2 separate regions of the Sus scrofa genome follow, and region 1 is linked to region 2. The links are chromatin contacts, called in public Hi-C maps. All regions are on one chromosome and are shown on one strand. Each heading gives the region's core, a stretch centred on a gene start, on an enhancer-like site or on the middle of the called end of the contact. The rest is flanking DNA. Distances are from core to core; before and after follow the strand shown. Region 1 holds the start of TCF19 (transcription factor 19). Region 2 holds the start of CSNK2B (casein kinase 2 beta).

Evidence for each region. Hi-C and Micro-C count contacts between places; a contact is called where the count stands out from the background.
Region 1: a contact with region 2 is called in a Hi-C map of liver, with 5 times the contacts expected there. The contact joins the promoter of TCF19 here to the promoter of CSNK2B in region 2. A contact is called at or near these places in 1 of 5 promoter capture datasets (liver), 4 of 47 Hi-C or Micro-C datasets (heart right ventricle, liver, mesenteric adipose tissue and 1 more) and 1 of 2 datasets of contacts at active chromatin or transcription factors (alveolar macrophages).

What each region holds. Positions count from the first base shown.
Region 1 is chr7:23,557,903-23,561,139 of Sscrofa11.1, forward strand. TCF19 (transcription factor 19) reads left to right here and starts at 1,375. Exons shown (of 3, transcript NM_001167591.1): 1 at 1,375-1,612; 2 at 2,642-3,203. The coding sequence starts at 1,375. It overlaps CCHCR1 (coiled-coil alpha-helical rod protein 1), which reads right to left and starts at 248. Exons shown (of 18, transcript XM_021098445.1): 1 at 107-248.
Region 2 is chr7:23,779,609-23,782,577 of Sscrofa11.1, forward strand. It overlaps CSNK2B (casein kinase 2 beta), which reads left to right and starts at 1,586. Exons shown (of 7, transcript NM_001145377.2): 1 at 1,586-1,594; 2 at 2,196-2,278. The coding sequence starts at 2,207. GPANK1 (G-patch domain and ankyrin repeats 1) reads right to left here and starts at 738. Exons shown (of 3, transcript NM_001145383.1): 1 at 213-738.

The DNA.
Region 1 (3,237 bases), core at 125-2,624, 220 kb before region 2:
CCCACCCCCGCACCCCCTCTTGGCCCTTCCCGCCCCCAACCGACTCTTCCCGAATACCCCTTACCCAGCGCGAGCGACCCCTCTGCCCTTTGACCACACCCCCTACCCCTAGCTCAGAAGCGCGGCCTCAGCCCCTGACCGCGCCTGCGCAAAGCGGGCAGGTTGGCGGGACGCTCTAAAGCCCTTCACCCTTCCGGGAGGAGGAGGGGAAGAGGTGTACGCAGGCGCGGTAGTCTAAAGCCCGGCCCAATTATGGCACTGAGGGCATCTCCGCGCCCTGGCGGCTCCTCCCAACTCCGGGAACCCGGGAAAACTTGTGAACTAATCAGAAAAAGCGGAAGGCGGGAGATCGGAGACCCTCCCAGCGCGTCGCCCAATGGAGAGAAGGAGGGCAAAAGAGATGGCCAATCAGAAACGGCACGGGGGGCGGGCTCTCTCGGCGCGAAGTTCAGACCCGGGAATTCCGAAGGCGGGGTCGGTACTGCCCGCGCGCGGAGACGGCGCCCCTCCTGGCCCCGGCTTCCTCGCTGTCAAACAGCCGCTGGAGCACCAGCCCTGGCCGGAGCCTGAGAGATCCTGAGCTGCCGCACAGGCTGGCACTGCCCGGAGAGGGGACCGCTTCGAGACTGCACCTCGCGGTAGATAAGAATCTGGATTGCGGCGGGGAGGGAAAAGGCTGGGTTTCCCTCGCATGATCCCGGGAAGCCCTATCCTGTCTTTAATCCCACCTGGAGAAGTCGGGAAGCAGGGGTTTAGATCCGCTTTGTTAGAGAACATAGAGACCCATTTGCACTGCCTTTGGAGGGATGACAGTGGATAGACTTCCCACGGGGGTTTAAGCTATCTAGTTATGAGTGAGGGGTTGGCCAGAAGAGCGAGGCGCAGGCTAGCAGGTGGGTTACTCTGTTTGGATTAGCAGAATTGACAGGAAACTTCTCCAAATTACACTGAGGTGACAAGTTAGTATCACACAGAAGCAGGACCCCAGTCCTCCCCCCTTGCAATTCGCATATTCCCCAGAAGCTGCCTAACGTATTGTTGCCTGGCACAGACTTGAAGGCTCCCGGAATATTCTGCAGCCTGAGGATCTGATTCAACTTCGTGCCATAGGACATCTTCGTCTTTGCACTATACTGGGACCCTCACGAAATTTTTCAGTTGGAAAACTGTTGACAGCCAATCTTGCATCGAATCCTAGGCCCTTGCACTCTGAATTTACACTATTCGGGGAGCGTGCCCAAGGTTGAGATTGCACAAAGCACAGTTCAACTCTGCATCAGAGGGAAAGAGAACTTAGGCCAGCTGTGCATGGCCCAGGATTGGGAAGTGATGGATTCCTGAAGTGGAAGAGGTGGTGCAGAGGGGGCACCGCCCATGCTGCCCTGCTTCCAGCTGCTGCGCATAGGGGGCGGCAGGGGTGTCGACCTTTACACCTTCCACCCCCCAAGTGGGGCTGGCTGCACCTACCGCTTGGGCTGCAGGGCCGACCTGTGTGATGTGGCCCTGCGGCCCCAGCAGGAGCCCGGCTTCATCTCGGAAGTCCACGCGGAGCTGCACGCTGAGCGCCGGGGTGATGACTGGAGGGTCAGCCTGGAGGACCATAGCAGCCAAGGTGAGGAGTGAGCAGAGCAGCCTTATGCCTGGGCAATGGCAGTTCTGGGCTGCAAAGTCTCCACAGGGACCATTGCCTGCCTTCCACCCAATCTCCCCTTTGGGCTGGCTGGATGGTTATCACCCAGACCTGTCCTCCCACCAGAAATGTGCAGTGTCAGAAGCTCTTTGTGGAGCTGACCTTGTTTAGCTCATTCAGGGGCGGGAGCATCATCAGAGAAGTATCGCAGTGGGTTGTCCTGGGGCCAAGCTCAGACTTGACCAAGTTTCCAGACTTGTTCCCAAGTTGGCACCTTGTTCTTGGCTTAGGGCAGTTACATGTTGAATTGTTTTAATGATCTGAACCTATGTCTTACTCCTTTGACTCGGAGGCAATTACAGTCTCAGAAGGCCTGGGTTCACATCTGAGTGGTGCCACTGACCCCCGGCAGCGTCCCTCAGGCCTGTCACTTCACCTTTCTAGGTATTAGTTTCCTCCTAGGTAAACTATAAGCCTTTCTTAGGTCTGTTTTGGTTGGGAATGTTGTGAGGATTGGATAACTAGTGGCCAAGATGCACCTAGTGCTTACTGTTACAAGCCAGAACTGTCCTAAATGCACTAAATGTAGGTGAGCACAAATATCCCCACTTTCCAGACAAGGAAAATGAGGCACAAAAGTTGTCCAGGGCCACATGGCTGGTTAAGTAGTGGAGCTTGGATTTGAACCTAGACAATCTGAACTATGCGGATAGGTGTTGAGGCGGAGCTGGGTGAGTGAGCATCTCTGAGAATCAGACCTCAGTAGATTGAGGGAAGGAGCTTTTTCCCTCCATGCCTCCAGTGGGAGGGCATAAGAAACAAAAATTTGTTCCCAGTTCACAAAGAGCTTGCTATCTGGTGTTACCTGCGAAGGGACTTAGAACATGAGAACTGGATAACAGATGCAATGTTCTTCCTCGTGTTCCCCAGAAAATCAAACAGGACCAGATCTCTCCACTTCTGACCCACCATTTGTTTCTGTCGTTCTGTCTGGTGTCCCACCACCAACAGGGACTTTGGTCAATAATGTCCGACTCCCAAGGGGTCACAGGCTGGAGTTGAGTGATGGTGACCTTCTGACCTTTGGCCCTGAAGGGCCCCCAGGAACCAGCCCCTCAGAGTTCTACATGTTTCAGCAAGTCCGAGTCAAACCTCAAGATTTTGCTGCCATCACCATCCCACGGTCCAGGGGAGAAGAGGGAGAAACCAGAGCTGGTTTCCGGCCTATGCTGCCCTCCCAAGGGGCCCCCCAGCGCCCCCTCAGCACCCTCTCCCCCACCCCCAAAGCCACCCTGATCCTCAACTCCATCGGCAGCCTCAGCAAGCTCCACTTGCAGCCGCTCACATTCTCTCGGAGTGGGAGTGGGCCGCAGAATCCACCCGTTTCCACGACTCCTGGGGAAGTGAGGACCACCCCTTCGGCCCCACCCCCAAGAAACCGGAGGAAATCCGCTCACCGCGTGTTGGCAGAACTGGACGATGAGAGAGAGGCTCCCGAGAGCCTCCCACCCGTGCTTATAGAGCCCAGGAAGAAACTGCTCCGTGTAGAGAAAACCCCACCGACACCCAGTGGGTAAGTGGAGAGAACTCCATCTCATCATTTCACT
Region 2 (2,969 bases), core at 336-2,835:
AACCCTCCTACGCGGAAAGTGAACCCCGAGGACCACGGATTGTGTAAAAATAGGAAACCCTATGGTAACAGACCATGCCCCTTAGTAAAGGTTAACAAAGTAGACTCTGTAAGACAGTTGCCCAGAAGTCCTGTGCTCTGCCCCCACTCCATCCTCACCATCAATAATAACAGCCTTTCTCTGAAACTACTTTACAACTGCGCGGGACATACCATTAAGGAAAACAATCAGCCTGGCTCTTTAAATCTTCCTGGATCCTATTTCGGGGTATTCTTAAACAAAAACAGACTTGACATTTGTCCGGAAGCAGGAAGCCGATTCGCGGGGAGGTTCCACTCGTTGCTTTGCAGCTTCCGTACTGCAAAATGGCGCTACTCTAAGCAAAGGCGTCCACAGTCAAAGCCGCATGCGCAGCTGAATGGGGAGCGGGCGGGGGACAAACAAAAACAATACTGGAGCACGCAGGCGCGCTGCTCCGGGCTATTTCCCGCCCTGGAATCTTTCCAATAACACAAGCGCAAAACGCCACGTGCCCTGGTAGCGCGAGGATCGAGAAATATCTGTCGGTTGGGGTCCTGCTTTTACCTAACGCCCCCACAATGCTCTTCGCCTCCCTCAACGTGGCCCCCGCTCCAAGCTCATTTTCTGGACCTGGGAAACCACCCTCTGGGTTAAGAAAGGCCCTGAGGCGGAGAATGCCCAGAAGCCGTGAAATGAAATAGTCACGCAGCCCCTCACCATTAATCTGACCAGGGTTGGAAGGTCGCACTTAGCACCCGCAGCAGAAGGCCCTGTTCAAGCCTTAAAAGGAAATGGAGAAGTGCAAGGGGACGAGCAACAGAATGGCTGGCGCCACCTCAGGTTAGCGCACGGGACCTTCCCGATTCTCACACCTCTCAGCTCAGCCAGCACACCCTACCCAGGTCCCTCAGCGCGGAACCCGGCCTCACCTCCCACCTCAGGAGATCAAACCCTTGAGTGAAATATGGGCCCCGTTGAGGGTCTCCTTGGCAGGCTGACTCGGACAGGGGGGCTCCACAAGCGATAAGGGCCAGGCAGCTGGTCGGTGATGAGGTCAATGGTCTGGGTAGCAGGGCCGCACGCCTGAGGCTCGTTGTGTGAGAGGGAGCGGCAGTAAATGATCCAGCCTGTCTTGTTCCTTTCCCCGCCCCCTCTCAGCCCCACGGTGATAAGATCACTCGACTATATTTCCCAGGCTCCCTGGCCCAGAACACGGTACTGCGTTTCCGCTTCCGGTGGCGGCTCCCTACGCCCCGCCCCGGAGCGTTTCCCTCAGGGGCCTCGCGACACCAGGGTCGTGGGCGGGTCGTCCTGGGATTCGTAGTTCGCCCTTTCTCAGTTGCGCCAGTTTCTAGCTTCCGAGGACTCCATCTCCCGGCGTTCACCGCGGCGCACGATTTTAAGCGCTTGCGCGTTGCCCTCTTCCCCACCCTCCCCAGTTTCCACTCCCCCCGCCCCACTTCGCCTGCCGCGGTTGGATCCGCGGCCTGCGTTGTAGCCGTCGCCGCGGTTCCTTGGAAGCAGAAACTCCCCTCCCCTCCCCGCCCCCCCGGTCCCAGTCCCCGTCCAGCCGGTGAGTCTGAGGTCGTTGCCGCGCCGCGTCCCCTGTTCCTGGGCGCGGCACAAGGGGTCTCCGTGCCTTGATGTGGGGGTGGGGAAGGAAGTGACCAGGTCCGGGACCGAAGGAAGGAGGGGGTGGTCTGAAGGATGGAGGCGGGATAAGGAGACTCCCGTGAAAGGGACCTAACTGCCATCCCCAGACTTTGAGAAAAAGAGGAGCTTAGCTCTTGCCTGGAAAGAAACTTCGGAAACCTTGGGAATGGGGCCGGGGACAAACGGAGACTTGCGGGGGTAGGGAATCTGAGCCGCAGGCCCTGCTGGAGTTGACATAGAGGAGAGAGGGGCCTGGCCTTGGGGAGCGTTAGGGATGTGGATAGGACTAATGGGTCAAGACCTGCCGGTTACACACAAGTGTTGGGACCCCAGAGAATTTCCTGTCTCTGAAAAAAGGGGTTGAGGTGTGAATAGGAGGAGCTGGAGAGAACTGCTCCAGTCTAGGATCCTTTAAGAAAGGGTGGCCCTAAATTCTTCTGTGGTTGGAGGGCAAAGTGTGGGAAGAGGGAGGATATCAGAGGCAGGGAGGAGAGCTTAGGCTGACACTCTTCTTTTTCTAGCTGAAGTGAAGATGAGCAGCTCAGAGGAGGTGTCCTGGATTTCCTGGTTCTGTGGGCTCCGTGGCAATGAATTCTTCTGTGAAGTGAGTTCTTAACCTCCTTGTCCCTTTCCACATATAATCTGGCCAGGCATTCTCTCGCATAGTATATATTCAGTTTCTAGATACTTGTTTTACAGTCTTCCGTAAAAACCCTTTCACGTTAAGAAAGAGTCTCCTTAGTAATTCTCTCACTAACTCATACTGAAGGCAAGACTGGGCCTCAGGTTGACCCTGCCACCCTCCAGCAATGTAATGTTGGACTCATCAACCCATGTTTTTATTACCACAGTGCTACCGGTAGCACCTGTTTCTGGTAGCTATTAGGAGAATTAAGACACCTCACGTTAAAATGTTTTGTAACGTGCAGAGCTGTGTGTTAACATAAGGGATTGTGAGCGCCTTCAGAACCCAAGCTGTTCAGCCTCCACCTTCCTCAGCAAGCCAGCTGCCCCTAAGGAGAGGCCAAAACTGACTCTTAGAGATGGGAAGCAGGAATGGGGACAGGATTTTTTTTTTTTTTTTTTTTTTTGGAGGCGGGGGTTGAATCAAAGCTGCAGCTGCTGGCCTATGCCCCAGCCACAGCAACCTGGGGATCCAAGGATACTAGTCAGGTTCATTACCGCTCAGCCACGACAGGAACTCTTTTTGCAGGGGGAGGGCTGGAGGCGTCCCACAGCATACAGGAGTTCCTGGGCCAAAGATATTGAACCAGTGCCACAACTATAACAGTGCC